Regions from separate parts of the Mus musculus genome. Here region 1 is linked to region 2. Evidence: chromatin contacts called from public Hi-C data. All regions are on one chromosome and are shown on one strand. Each heading gives the region's core, a stretch centred on a gene start, on an enhancer-like site or on the middle of the called end of the contact. The rest is flanking DNA. Distances are from core to core; before and after follow the strand shown. Region 1 has its middle 8.2 kb from the start of Osbpl5. Region 2 overlaps R74862 (expressed sequence R74862).

Region 1 (6,568 bases), core at 2,289-4,788, 710 kb before region 2:
TTCTTTTAAATTGTTTTGGGTTTATTTTAGTTTTATTTATGTGTGACAGGTAGGACAGGGGGATACCCCTCAGGGTGTGGCCAGACACTGTTCCTCTCTAGTAGAAGATTGCATAACTAACTCTCAGAGTTGTTTCAACACCATTATCAAAAGTCAATTGACCATGCTTGCCAAGACTGGTTTTCCATGTATCTGTGTGCCAGCAGATTCTACCTGCATGTTAGGGTTGCTTTTTCTAGTTCTGGGAAAATTCATGCATCTCTACAGGGAATATGTCAAATTTGCACGTACCTTTGGGTAATCAGACATCTTTAGTAGCAACTCTGGATCACTGCCACCTGCAAACTGGTGCCCCAACTGAGCCCAAGGTCCCAGTCACAAAGCAAAGTGTGCCTTGGCAACCACAGTCCACCTGAGGCTGTTCAAACTGACATTTAAATGTGCTAAAGTGGACTGGAGAGATGGCTCAGCGGCTAAGAGCACTGACTGCTCTTCCAAAGGTCCTGAGCTCAAATCCCAGCAACCACATGATAGCTTACAACCATCTGTAATAAGATCTGATGCCCTCTTCTAGGGTGTCCTAAGACAGCTACAGTGTACTTACATATAATAAATAAAGAAATCTTTAACAATAAATAAATATGCTAAAGTGAGTTCCTGGATTATCCACTACACCTTCAGCCTGCATTGGTGTGTGGCTGATGGCAGCCACCCCAGGCCACTTTGCTTATAGCCTGTTTCCATCACTCCAGATGACTCTGTTATCCCTTTGGCTGTAGGAGGTGGAAGGTGTAAGAATCCCAAGTTCTGGGTTGGGGAGGGAATTTGCAAAGTCCTCACTGTGAAAGGATGTCCTCACAGAACCCAACTTTAAGCTGCTCATAGTGGCACACACTTGTAACCTCCGAGTTGGAGAGGCAGAGACAAGAGGATCCTTAGGACTTAGTGGTGAGCCAGCCTAACTAAGTCTAAACTTGAAAGTTCTAGGCCAGTAAGAGGCTTGAAAATAGCAAGAAACCAAAAGCAAGGTGGACAGTGCCCGAGGAACGCCACTTGAGGCTGATCTGGCGTGTGTGCGTGCACACACACACACACACACACACACACACACACACACACACTGCAGGAGGGTAAAGAGAGAGCAAGAACATCCTGCAGGACGCACATGGAGGTTGGGTTTCCCATCGCATACCTGCATACAGCCAGGAGTGACATACCCCATCTCTTCTCTGTCCTCTGCCTCATAAGTGTTCTTCTCACATGTCCCCTCTACCTCAGGAATGAAGTGGACCCTCTCTCCTGAGGTCAGAGTCGTGGGCTCACAAAGGCTCAGGAAGGGCCTCTGTCACTCCCCATCCTGCTTCTGAGCCTTATAGTTCCACCCACATCACTCCAGGCCACCCTATGTTTCTTCCTCTCTGGCTAGCAGGATAAGACATGAGGGGCTTAGACTACCAGCCTGTCTTGGAGTTTACATGGCCTCCAATATGACAGGATACCACCCATCCCCTTATGTATACCTGGAGAGTCAAGGCCCAGAGCCAAGAGTTGCTCCGCCCAGGAGAGAGCACCCCTTACGCCTACTATCCAGCTACCTCTATGCTGACAGGTCCTTCACTCATGGTCCTGCTGGATTCTTGCTTGAGGCCTCAGTGTCAGAGACTGAAAATGCCAAGGAGCCACATCTATTCTCAGGAGAATAGATCCCCTGTTCCATGAGACCCTAAGACAGCCACCACAGACCACTGACTGCTGGTGTCCCGATGTCTGTGGTCCCTTCCCACATCCAGAGAGCCAGGCTCTGATCTACCAGGATGGAATTTGCTCTGGACAGGGACAGCCCTGACCTGGGGCAGAATGGCCTCCGGGGCTTTTCCACTGCCAACTGTTTAGCTTGTATCCATTCAGGGGGCCCCTCTGCATGTGTGTACACGTCCCACAGCCCCCGTGCATGTACGTGCCTTTGGAAGACAACTCCCTATCGGTGACATTTCGTTCCATCATTTCCTCAGTGTGGCATTCTGGGCTGTTCAAGTTTCATTTCTGTTGTGGTGATAACAATTTAGAAGCAATTCAAAGGAGAGAGGTTTAGTTCAGCTTACAATTCCAGTTTATACTCCATGATACCAGGGAGGTCAAAGCAGCAACTGAACAGCCGGTCACAGCAGTCACAGCCGAAGTCAAGAGCACAGGAAAATGAATGCAGGCATGCTCACTCTCTTGTACTCAGTGCCACTTCTCCAGTCTTACATAGTCCAGGAGCTCCTGATTAGGGAATGGTGCCACCTAAGGTGTGGCATTGATTGGCTTAATTAAGACAATCCCCACAGAAATGCCCACAGCACACACCCCCACCCTCACCCCAAAGCTGTCATGCAGATGATCTGTTATTGAGATTCTCTTCCCAGGTGATTCTAGGTTGTGATAAGTTAACACTTAAAGCTAACTGCCACATGAGGGTATGGTAGTAGTTCACGCATGTCATTTTGACAGTGTGTGGCTGTGTGTCCACAGTGGTGTCGCTGCCACTGCAGTTCAACTGCAGAATAATCTGGACACTCTAAGACCAGCCCTGGGGTCTCGAGGGGTCCACCTTGTCCCTTGCCTTTCACCCCTGATCTCCCTCCCCCTCCCTCTCTCCCTCCCCCTCCTTCTTCCTCTTCCTCTCCCCCCTCCCCCTCCCTCCCTCTCTCCCCTCCCTATCTCCCTCTCCTCACCTTCTGTCTCCCCCTCTCCCCCTCCCCTCCCTCTCCCCCTCCCTCTTCCCCTTCCTCCCTCTCCCTCTTCCTCTCCCCCTCTCTCTCCCTCTCTCCCCCTCTCCCCTCCCTATCTCCCTCTCCTCACCTTTAGTCTCCCCCTCCCCCTCCCTCTCTCTCTCCCTACACTTCTGCCTTTTCCAGAAACTTCTGTGCTTCTTCTGAGCTGCAGAGAGCTTATGAGATTCCTGCATGCTGCTGAGTGGAGGAAAGCATTTGGGGGAGGGGCGGATGTTTGCTCTGCCAATGCCCTGGTACTCTTCTGTCGCACTGAAACATTGCCAGCTTGCTTCTGCCTCAGGCGTCTGTGAACAAAGCCATAGAAAACACACACGTTTCTGTGCAGATGTCAATTTGCCTGGGTGGGTGCAGTGCTACGAAGCAGCTGAGTCTCCTAGAGGCGTGAATGTAAAACTGCCAATCTGCTTTCCAAAGGCCAAAGCCTCTTGGCGTACTTGGGGTTCCTTTCAGCGACATGTGGGGGCGCTGTTGCTCCACCATCTGGCCATACTGTTGTGATCCAATTTGCCAGGAGCTAATGGACTGCAGGTCCCAAGAGCCCCTTCAAGGGCTCGTCCTAGCCCCACCTCCTAGCGGGGGGCGGGGGGGGGGCGGGGGGGTGGTCTCACCACCTCCCAGTGGCGCCACAGGTTGGACACAAATTCTCCTTACATGGTTCTGGCCGACACTTTTCTAAACGAAGGCAGAATGGATCCAGGTTGTCTGTCTGCAGAGAAAAGGCCAGTTGTCACAGCACCTTTTGTTTGGCAGCCTGCCTTTTCTCCACTGAAATGCCTTTTCTGTCTTTGTGTCTGTGGCCAAAACCAATGTCCCATGGACTCCTGGCCTCAGCTCCATTTTGTTAATCTGCATTGTTTCTTTTGCCAACACTAATACTGCACAGAATTGATTCTTGGATGTTTTCACTTAAGTCAAGTGGCAAGAGCCCTTCCACTACTTTCTTTCAAAACTGTATTAGCAATTCTTTTTAAAAAATATTTACTTTTAGTTTTAATTATGATTACAAGTGTGTGTGTGTGTGTGTGTGTGTGTGTGTGTGTGTGTGTAGGTTTGTGCACTTGAACGCAGGTGCCTGTAGAGGCCAGAGGCATTGAATGCCCTGGAAGTACAGTTACAAGCTGTTATGAGCCCCAGTGACAGTGCCAGGGACCAAGTTCAGATCCTCTTCAAAGCGGTGCTTTGTCTTAACCACCAAGTCATCTCTCTGGGTCTAGCTACCTCAAAAAAATTGTTTTAATTGTCGGGCTGTTGAAGTAGCCTAACAGGTAAATTTGTTTGTCCCTCTCTCCTGCAACCCTGAGAGCCTGAGTTCTATCCATGGAATTCACATAAACATGGAAGAAATTATCTTCTGACCTACACACACACACACACACACACACACACACACACACACACGCTACCACACAGTGCCCCCTCTGCACAGCATACACACACAACAACACTAATTATAATAAAAGTTCAAAAAATCATTAATATACATTACTTGCACAAAACAATGGGTTTCTTTGGGGGTTGGTTTGGTTGCCTAGGTCTTAAAAATGTTTTTTGTTAATAATGTGTGTATCTATGATGTTAATATGTGTATATGTATGATAATAATATTGTGTGTAATGTATGATATTATGTGTATGTATGATGTTAATATGTGTGTATATTAATATTGTGTGTATGTATGTTATTAATATTGTGTGTAATGTATGATGTTAATAAAGTGTGTATTATGATTAATATTGTGTGTATTGCATGTTATTGATATTGTATGTATGATGTTAATGTTGTGTGTATATATGATCTTAATATGTGTGTATGACATATATTTTGTATGATATTAATATTGTATGTATGTATGATATTGTGTGTATTATGAGACTAATATTGCATGTATGATGTTAATATTATGTATGTATGATGTTAATATTGTATGTATGATATGTGTTTGTATGATATTAATGTATGCATGTATGATATTGTGTGTTTGTATATTAATATTGTATGTATGTTTGCTATTAATATTGTGTGTATGTATGAGATTAATATTGTGTGTATGTATGAGATTAATATGTGTATATTATATGTGCTTGTATGATATTAATATTGTATGATATTGTGTATATGTATGAGATTAATATTGCATGTATGTTTTATATCAATATTGTATGTATGTATGATATTATGTATTTGTATGATGTTAATATTGTGCACATATGTTAATATGCATATATGTGTGATATGTGTGTATGACATTGTGTATGTTTGTATGATATTGTGTTGCATTGTGTTTGTATGATATTGATATTGTGTGTATGTATGAGATTCCCCTTCACTTCCCACACCTACTTCTGCACCCTTCTACTTCCATGTCTTTTTGTAAAGATTTTTAAAGTGGTTACAAATAAATGTTTTCGTTCATAGTGGATATAACAGAACTCGATACATTTTAGTAATAAACAAACCCATATGTCCGTAATCTGGGCCAAGCATATATTTCGTGCAGACAGAGGCAACGTCATTTCTCCATTCCCAGTGTGCCTAGCTGCCCCTCATACCCCTTTCTCCTCCCCCTCTTCCTCTTCTTTCTCCTCCTTCTCATCTCCTCCTCTTTCTCATTTTCTGTGCTGGGATGGAGGCCAGATGTGCTGGTTAGGGTTTTTGTCAAACTGACCCAAGATGGTGTCACTTGGGAAAAGAGAATCTCAGTTGAGGAATTTTCTCCATCATATTGGCTGCGGGCAAGTCTGAGGGATCATTATTCTGACTAATGATTGATTGGGGAGGGTCCAGACCACTGTGTGCAGTACCACTGTGGTCAGGTGATCCTGGGCTGTATAAGAAAGCAGACTGAGCAAGCCAGTAATTGCATTGCTCTGTGGTGCCTACTCTCAGCTCCTGCCTCTGGATTCCTGCCTTGAGGCCCTGCTCTTGCCTCCCTTTATGATGGACCGCGGCCTGTAAGCCAAACAAACCCTTGCCCTCCATAAATTGTTTTGGTCATGGTGTTTAGCACAGCAACAGAGCAATAAAGCAAGATGCCAGGGTTTTTGTATGCTGGGCAAGATCTGTGCCACTGAAGATCTGTGCCACTGAGCACCAGTCTCTGCCCCATGAAGTTTTGGGTGTTGTGCTTAGTTTTGCAGTGCTGGGGTGTGCTCTGGTTACATCCTTTTCTTGTCCCACTGAAATGACCTGGACCCCCAAGTGTTGTTGAAGAGCAGTGAGACTGTGGACAGCCTTGCTCTGGTCCTGACCCAAGGAGAAATCTTTGATGTTCCTCTGTCGCCCATGGTATTGGGCATTGTGGGTTTTCTCATGCCTGGAGATACAGGTGGATGGGAGCTGCCTGCTGTGGATGCTGGGAACTGAACCTGGGTCCTCTGCGAGAACAGTATACACTTTCTAAATTTTATTTATTTATTTATTTATTTATTTATTTATTTAAGGTTTTTTGAAACAGGGTTTCAAAGTGTAGCCTTGGCTGTCCTAGAACTGGCTCTGTAGACCAGAGATCTGACTGCTGCAGTCTTAATCACCGAGCCCTTTCTCCAGCCCCTGAGTTCTGCTGAGTGCTCGCTCTGCTCCCATCAGGAGAAAAGAGAGGGCCATGTGGCTTTTCTTCCTCAGTGTGCTGTGATGGTGATGGACGTTGGCAGTTGGATCCTTTCTTCCTCTCTCTCTCTCTCTCTCTCTCTCTCTCTCTCTCTCTCTCTCTCTCTCTCCTCATAAGGGCATGGTATTCACACATGGTTGGATTTGGTTGGCATTTTATGCTTGTTTCTATTTTTCCTCTAATT
Region 2 (6,779 bases), core at 2,078-4,577:
GGGTGTAGAAGCCACTGGAGTTGGAATTGCAAGTTGTTGTGAGCTGTCTGACATGGGTCCTCTACAAAAGCAGCCGCTCTCTTGACCACTGAGCCATCTCTCTTGCGCCTTGACTTGGCATTTTTAACGAGTTTAAGGATGAGCAGCCCAATCTGGCTTGTTGGGACTCAGGCAGTGACTCTAAATCCAGTAATATCTCTATGCATGCAAGTACCCAGATACCCAAAGTGTTTCACTTCTCTACTTGAAGAGTAAATAGAGACCAAAATATGAGCTGAACTTGCAATAACCACGGTTCCCACACTCTCTGTAATTCTGTATGTGTGTGATATACTTTCATGAAAATACTCATTTCTAAAAGATACCTGTGACAACAAATAGCCATCTTTGCACTGTCATGAGAGGAAAGTCTTATCGTCATAAAACTTCTAAATTTCCCCAAAGGAATCTGATTTTGTCTTGAGGTGGGGTTGATAATCAAGACATTTGGCTCAAGGATTTACCCATATGTTGAAACATGTGTATGTTCAACCAAGAGCAATGAAAACACATCCATACAAGAACAGATCCACATACTTTTTGTATGTGCATTTGTTATCATAGCCAAAAAGTAGAGCCAGGGCTGGTGAGATGGCCCAGAAGTTCAGAGAGCTTGCTTCTCAAACACAGGAACCTGAGTGTGGGTTCTTATAATGTTCTGTAGTTTCAGCTCAGAGGGATCTAATGCCCTCTTCTGGCCTTGACAGGCACTGCAAGCATATGATGCACATACATGCAGGCAAGGCATCCATCCATACACTTTGTAATGACTAACTTTGGCTGTTAACTTGACTATATCTGGAATCAACTAAAACTCAAGCAGCTGAGCATTCCTTTGAGGGATTTACTTGGTTGCTTCAGTTAGGAGGGGAGACCTAACTCTGGGTCATACCTCCTGGTAGCAGGTCATATAAAAGAACATGGAAGAAGGAAACTTGCTTCCTCCCCTGCCCCCATTTTCCCTCACTCTTATTGGCTTGTTCATCTGTTTTGTTGGTGAGTCATTCCTTTGCTGGTGTTAGGATCTACTTTTTTTTTTTTTTTTAGGATTTCAACATAGACCAAAGACCAGCATCTCTTCAGGAATCCTCTAGGACTCCAGCACTAGATGGTACTGCTGAGACACCCAGTCTTGGGGACTGAACAACTGCCAGATTCTTGGCCTTCCCACTGGAATACTGCTATTGTTGGAATACCAGGCTACAGCCGGTAAGTCATTCTAATACTCTTTTAATATATTTGATATATATTCATTTTATCAGTTCTGTTCCTTTAGATAACCCAAGGCAAACATAAAAGTAAAATAATATATTTTTAAGTACAAAAACTAAAGATGCCCATCAAGTGACAAATGTGTCCACATGACATTGTCCAGACCACAGAGTGTAATGCAGCCATTGAAATGAAGGAAGCCATGATACATGGTATAACTCAGACGGGTCTTGAAAATGCTGAGTCAGGTATTGTGACATATGAGTGTAACCTGGAAGACAGAGACAGGAGGATCTCCACAGGTTCCAGGCCAACCAGGCCTATAAAGTAAGACCCTGTCTCAAAACAAAGACAAAACAAAACAAAACCCTTAAATGTTTTGTTGATGAAAAAGGCCAGGTGTAAAAGACCTTATATTTGATGCTTCCTTTTAAAATGCTGAGAAAAGTCAAATGTATGCATTCCTTCGATTCCAGCACTTAGGAAGCAGAGGCAGACAGGTTTCTGTGAGCTCAAGGCCAGCCAGCATTGTCTACACAGAGAGTTTCAGAATAGCAAGACTTCATAAAGAGACCCTATCTAGGCAGGCAGTGGAGGTGCACACCTTTAATCCCAGCACTTGGGAGGCAGAGACAGGTGGATTTCTGAGTTCAAGGCCAGTCTGGTCTACAAAGTGAGTTCCAGGACAGCCAGGGCTATACAGAGAAACCCTGTCTCAAAAGAAGAAGAAGAAGAAGGAGGAGGAGGAGGAGGAAGAAGAAGAAAGAAGGAAGAAGAAGAAGAAAAGAAGAAGAAGAGGAGGAGGAGGAAGAGGAGGAGGAGGAGCAGCAGCAGCAGCAGCAGCAGCAGCTGAGAGTATGTAAACTAATAGTGGTAGAATAATAGAGGTAGAAGGGAGGCTTGCCCTTGTCTGGAGCTGTGAAGGTGGTGCTAATGCTACCCTGAGAGGTCTTATCACAACACATCTTTGGGGTTTTGGCTGCATACATCTGGTTTCTGCCTCAATGATAGGCTGTGAACTCGAAGTATACGCCAAGTTAACAATTTCTTCCCCTAAGTTTGCCTGTTGATCATAATGTTTTATCACAGCAACAGAAAACAAACTAGAACAGGGAGGCCTCTGTCATTTCTGGTCATCACATTTAGCAAACTAGGAGAGCTCTGGGGTGAGAGGACCTGTCAGCAAGCTAGGGAATTTGGGAGGAGCCAAAGGGGATGAGGAAAAAGTAATCACTACCCATCAGTGGTTAACTGAATGACTAAGCAGAGACGTAACTGAAGTGAAGCCTATGTCTGACACTTGGTCAGCGTGTGGACAAAAACCCCAAACCAGACAGCATAGGAAGTGAGAGAGAGAGAGAGAGAGTAAAGGCTAGAGTCTGAGCCTGGCCCTGGGGACCTGGAGGGTCAAGCTCTGGACTGTACTTTCAAGTGTTCTCTCTGGTGGAAGGGGAACCAGCAGGGAGTCAGACAAACCCACAAGGGCAGTAATACAGGTCCAGGAAGAGCCACCACAGTGACTGGCATATGGGCAGAGATAGTAAAAAGGTCACCGGAAGACAGACCTTCCTGCTTCAGGGACAATCAACAGCCCTAACTTGTGAGGTTTTTCAAAAGACTCAAGTCTCCATAGTCAAGGAAGAAAAAGGAGCTCAAAGCAGGCCTGTGTATGAGAGACTACAAGTACCAAGGGCTTCAGCGCTTGCCTGTGGCCTGCAGTTGCCTATGGAATGGTTTGCAGTGAGGTGCTGTCCTGGTATTGGGAGGCCTAGACTTGCTGTGCCCAGGAAAGTACCTTGGCATCTTCTGGAATCCTTGTGATGCCAGATCCAGTCAACTCTCAGGGAGCTTGTGGAGGTCACCTATGAGCCAGGATGAGTCTTTCCAGGATGTGCAGGGACTAAAGTCCCCCTTTAGTCCAGCTGTTGGAGGAAGAGGGCAACAACAATTCTGGATACCTTGGGGGTTGGGTGGACACTGCAGCTGTGAAGGAAAAAAAAGGCCTGTCTGGCCTCTGGAGAGCTGTGACCCTGACCGTAACTGGCAGGACATTGCAGCTGCCCCTACTGTGGGACCCTTGCCCTTTGGATGGTGCAGTCCCAAGGTTGGCCAAGTGCACACAGTTCTCTGGGTCAGAGAGGGCTGGCTAGAGTTCTATATTATTTCCACCTCCCGACTCCTGGCAAGCAATGGAATCCGGAAATCTGGGCTGAGCCAGAAAAGGAGGCCCTGTCCCTGAGGAGAGGGTCAGATAGTCCACTGTCTGGGCTGGGGGTGGAGCTTCAGCCTACAAGGCTAGTCCTGTCTTCATGGTCTCTGTGTCACTCTGTGCAAAGACCCCAGCAGTGCTGCTAATAAGAGGCCAAGGCTGTCTTCACCATCTACCTAGGAGTGCCTGCTCAGCACTGCGAGTGTAGCCTGTTAAGACCCATCCCCTGAGGAGAGAGGGGTTCTGGGAAGTGACCAGGGCTGGCTGGGATGCTCTTGGTGCCTTCATTCCTGTGGAATATAAACCTAGGGAGGCCCAACAGCCTCTGTCTGTCTCCCACCTCTGTCCCATCACCATGGATTAGAGGGGCTAGAGGGGGCTGAAGGGAAGAGTCTGAAGAAATCATCTCTGGCTTCTGCAGTGACTAGGCTCACACAGGGCTGATGCCCACCTATCCCAGACATTTCTGGTCAGAGCCAGGCTGCCCCAAACATAGCCTTTGTCCCCCTTTCCCCAGACTAGATTCTTGAGAGCACAAAGGGCACATTAAGACATCAGGACATTTGCTTTGTCGCAGGGACACTTCCTCATCTATTTCTCTTACTGTTTAGACTATCAGGGGCTGCCTGCCTTTGACACATTGCCTGCCAACTTCCATGTGACGAGGCCCCACAGGGGAGGCCAACTTCTCTGAAGGGAATTCTGAAGTTCTCACAGAGAGGCTGCTAGATGAGACCTGAAGAAGTGGGCAATGCTTAGGAAAAGAAGGCCTCCAGCCTAGACCCTGATAGGTTAAGGGGGTCACTGGGCCTGGGTGGGGAGACCACAGCAGGATGGAGTAGACTGTAGGAGGGTGGGACTTCTCAACAGAGAACCTAAAGTTTGGATTGAAGGCAAGTCTTTCAAAGCAAGGAAGTAGCTGGGAATACTCAGGGGAAAGCCAGGAAGGGAGGATGTGGTGAGAGAAAGTTCTGGAATCTAACTATTTCTGCTTCCTATTTCCTCAAGCGTGAGTGGATGGCCAAGCCAGCTTGTGTAAGGCTGTGGGAGAAGGAAGTGGGAAGGTGCTCACAAGTGAGTCAGTGGCTGGGGGGATGGAGCTAGGTCTCAGGACTGATGGGTGAGTGGGTGGGGTATGGCTGGGGTCAAGACATAACATTACGGAAAGTGAATAACCATAAGCGCTGCTGGCTATTAATCCTTTGCAGTGGAACTGGGCTCTGGTTTCCAGATCAATACGTAGTAATTAAGAGAGAAAAATTATTAAATAAGACTCAGAGGCCTTAAATTCTTGGCAGATAAGAGAGTCAGAGGACTTCACAAAGGACATTGCCCCACAGGATGGGGACCGGGGAGCTGTGATGAAGACAGGTCTGAGTGAAGATGTTTGGAGTCCAGGCAGGCAAGAGGATGCTGAATGGGTTGAGGGCCTCTTAACAGGGCACTGCTTGGAGAGGGGTAAGAAGGAAGGATGTGCAGGTTCAGAGGCCACTAGAGAGGGGCAGGGGCAGGGGATGAGCCAGGAAGGGGTAGGATAGGGCTCCAGCAAGGTGTCCGCCTCTGGCCTTATCCGCCTCCTCTAGCCTGCCCAGGGTCTGGGAATGCTTGCTATCCCAAGTTTAAGGCAAGACCCACTGTGCACAAGGCTAATCATAGCAGGGCCAGCCAGTGCTGTGGATCAGCATCTGCAGGACACATGACTTCTGAGTCCCAGTGTCACTGCTGAGTGGAGGTGCAAGGTGCAGATGCAGCACCTAGTGGGGCAGACTATTCTCAATATCTGTCTCTGACTCAGTGCCCAGATTGCACATGTATTGAGATAGATAGAGCCCACGATGAGGATGGAACTATAGGCCTGCAAGTCTCTGTGGGCATCTGTTTTTCTAGCCATATCAGGCTTCTGGCTCCTCTTGCTCTATCTAGGAAATCCAGGGTTTATGTTTTCCTGGCCTGCAAGGAGGCTCCTTCCCACAATAGTGTCCAGGTTTTAACCCCAGGCTTTGGGTCCCTAGTCTGGCAGGCCTGCAGCATCTGCCTAGGGCAGGCTCCTTGTAAACCATAAATGCCCAAGGGCCAGGGACAGCTCCACCCCACTGTTGAGCAAAGGAGTAGATCAGCCTTTCAAGAGAGCTTCAATGTCCTGAGGCCATCTTTGGAGCTGATTCATCCCTTTAGAGACACTGGGAACTATGATGAAGATGGTGTCCTTTTGTCCCTCCATCAATCACTGCAAGGACACACACAGGTGGCCCTAGAAGGAACAAGAACTCAGGTGAGACAACTCCTATGAGCTGGAGCATCTCTAGTGAGGAGAGCCTTCTCCATTTGACTACAGCTCCACCCCAAGACACAGAGAAAGATGATAGGGACTTGTTAGGGAGATTAGCTAATCTCCCTAATATGGCTGTGGACACAGAAGTCTCATGACATCTGAAGACTGGGGAAATAGCTAGTGAAGTCTAAATTTGCCTAGAACCAGGGGAGCCAATGAATTAATACACAACCCAAGACTGAGGGCCTAAAGCCAGGGGTCAGGGCTATCAGTGAAGGGCCTAGATCCAAAGGCTCTCCCAGAGAGCCTGATTTCATTAGAGAGGTCTTATGTCCATGGGCAAAAGAAATCTACCTGGAGGAGGGGCCTAGGGGAGGGGAGGACCTCACTGTTTTCCATGTGGACCCTTAACTCAGTTCAGATGCTGCTGCCCACATTGGGCGAGGTAGGTCTTCCCCACAACCACTGATTCAAGTTTCAATATCTTCCAGAAAAACTTCCAGAAACCTATTCAACAGCAGAGCTTTCTCACCTATCTGGACAGCCCATAACCAGAGTCAGGCTGACACCCTAAACTTCCAAGTCCACCCATGTCAACATGACTAGCAACATCCCCCTAAATCTCCCTTTATCTCCCAGTAAAGACTGCAAGGCCATGGTTGTACACAACATGAGCTAGCCATGTGGTGTATTCCAGGTATCCCCTGAACCCTGCACCAAAGGAGAATGTGTGATTCCTGGTGATGTTTGCTGTCCCCCTGACATCCATAACTCAAAGACTATGGGTCATGTGATTGAGGAATAAGCTAGGGAAGATACATGAAGAAAACAGGTACTGTGTCCTTCTATGTGACTACCTACCCACAGATACCCTTTTTTTAAACAAAAAGATTAATTTTCTGGGTGTGGGGTGCACAGTTTTAATCCCAGAACTCAGGAGGCAGAAGCAGGTGGATCTTTGTGAATTCAAGGCCAGCTGGGTCTACATAGAAAGTTCTGAGCCAGCCAGAGCTATACAGCAAGAAACACTGAGAATTTTAAAACTTT

Evidence for each region. Hi-C and Micro-C count contacts between places; a contact is called where the count stands out from the background.
Region 1: a Hi-C map of liver shows a contact between it and region 2, with 2.3 times the contacts expected there. The contact joins two enhancer-like sites. A contact is called at or near these places in 4 of 39 promoter capture datasets (the 3T3-L1 cell line, hippocampal neurons, liver and 1 more), 1 of 484 Hi-C or Micro-C datasets (liver) and 1 of 115 datasets of contacts at active chromatin or transcription factors (microglia).

The regions. Positions count from the first base shown.
Region 1 is chr7:143,745,226-143,751,793 of GRCm38.p6, reverse strand. It overlaps a transcript of Osbpl5 not described here. Among named protein-coding and RNA genes, the nearest start is that of Osbpl5, 8.2 kb to the right of the region's middle. Within about 2 kb of position 3,538, at least 104 of the 459 cell types and tissues checked have an H3K27ac peak or open chromatin away from gene starts, as enhancers often do. A contact at or near this core is called in liver, where this site is marked.
Region 2 is chr7:143,038,964-143,045,742 of GRCm38.p6, reverse strand. It overlaps R74862 (expressed sequence R74862), which reads left to right. Exons shown (of 5, transcript NR_110354.1): 2 at 1,087-1,248. Among named protein-coding and RNA genes, the nearest start is that of Cd81, 10 kb to the left of the region's middle. Within about 2 kb of position 3,327, at least 91 of the 459 cell types and tissues checked have an H3K27ac peak or open chromatin away from gene starts, as enhancers often do. A contact at or near this core is called in liver, where this site is marked.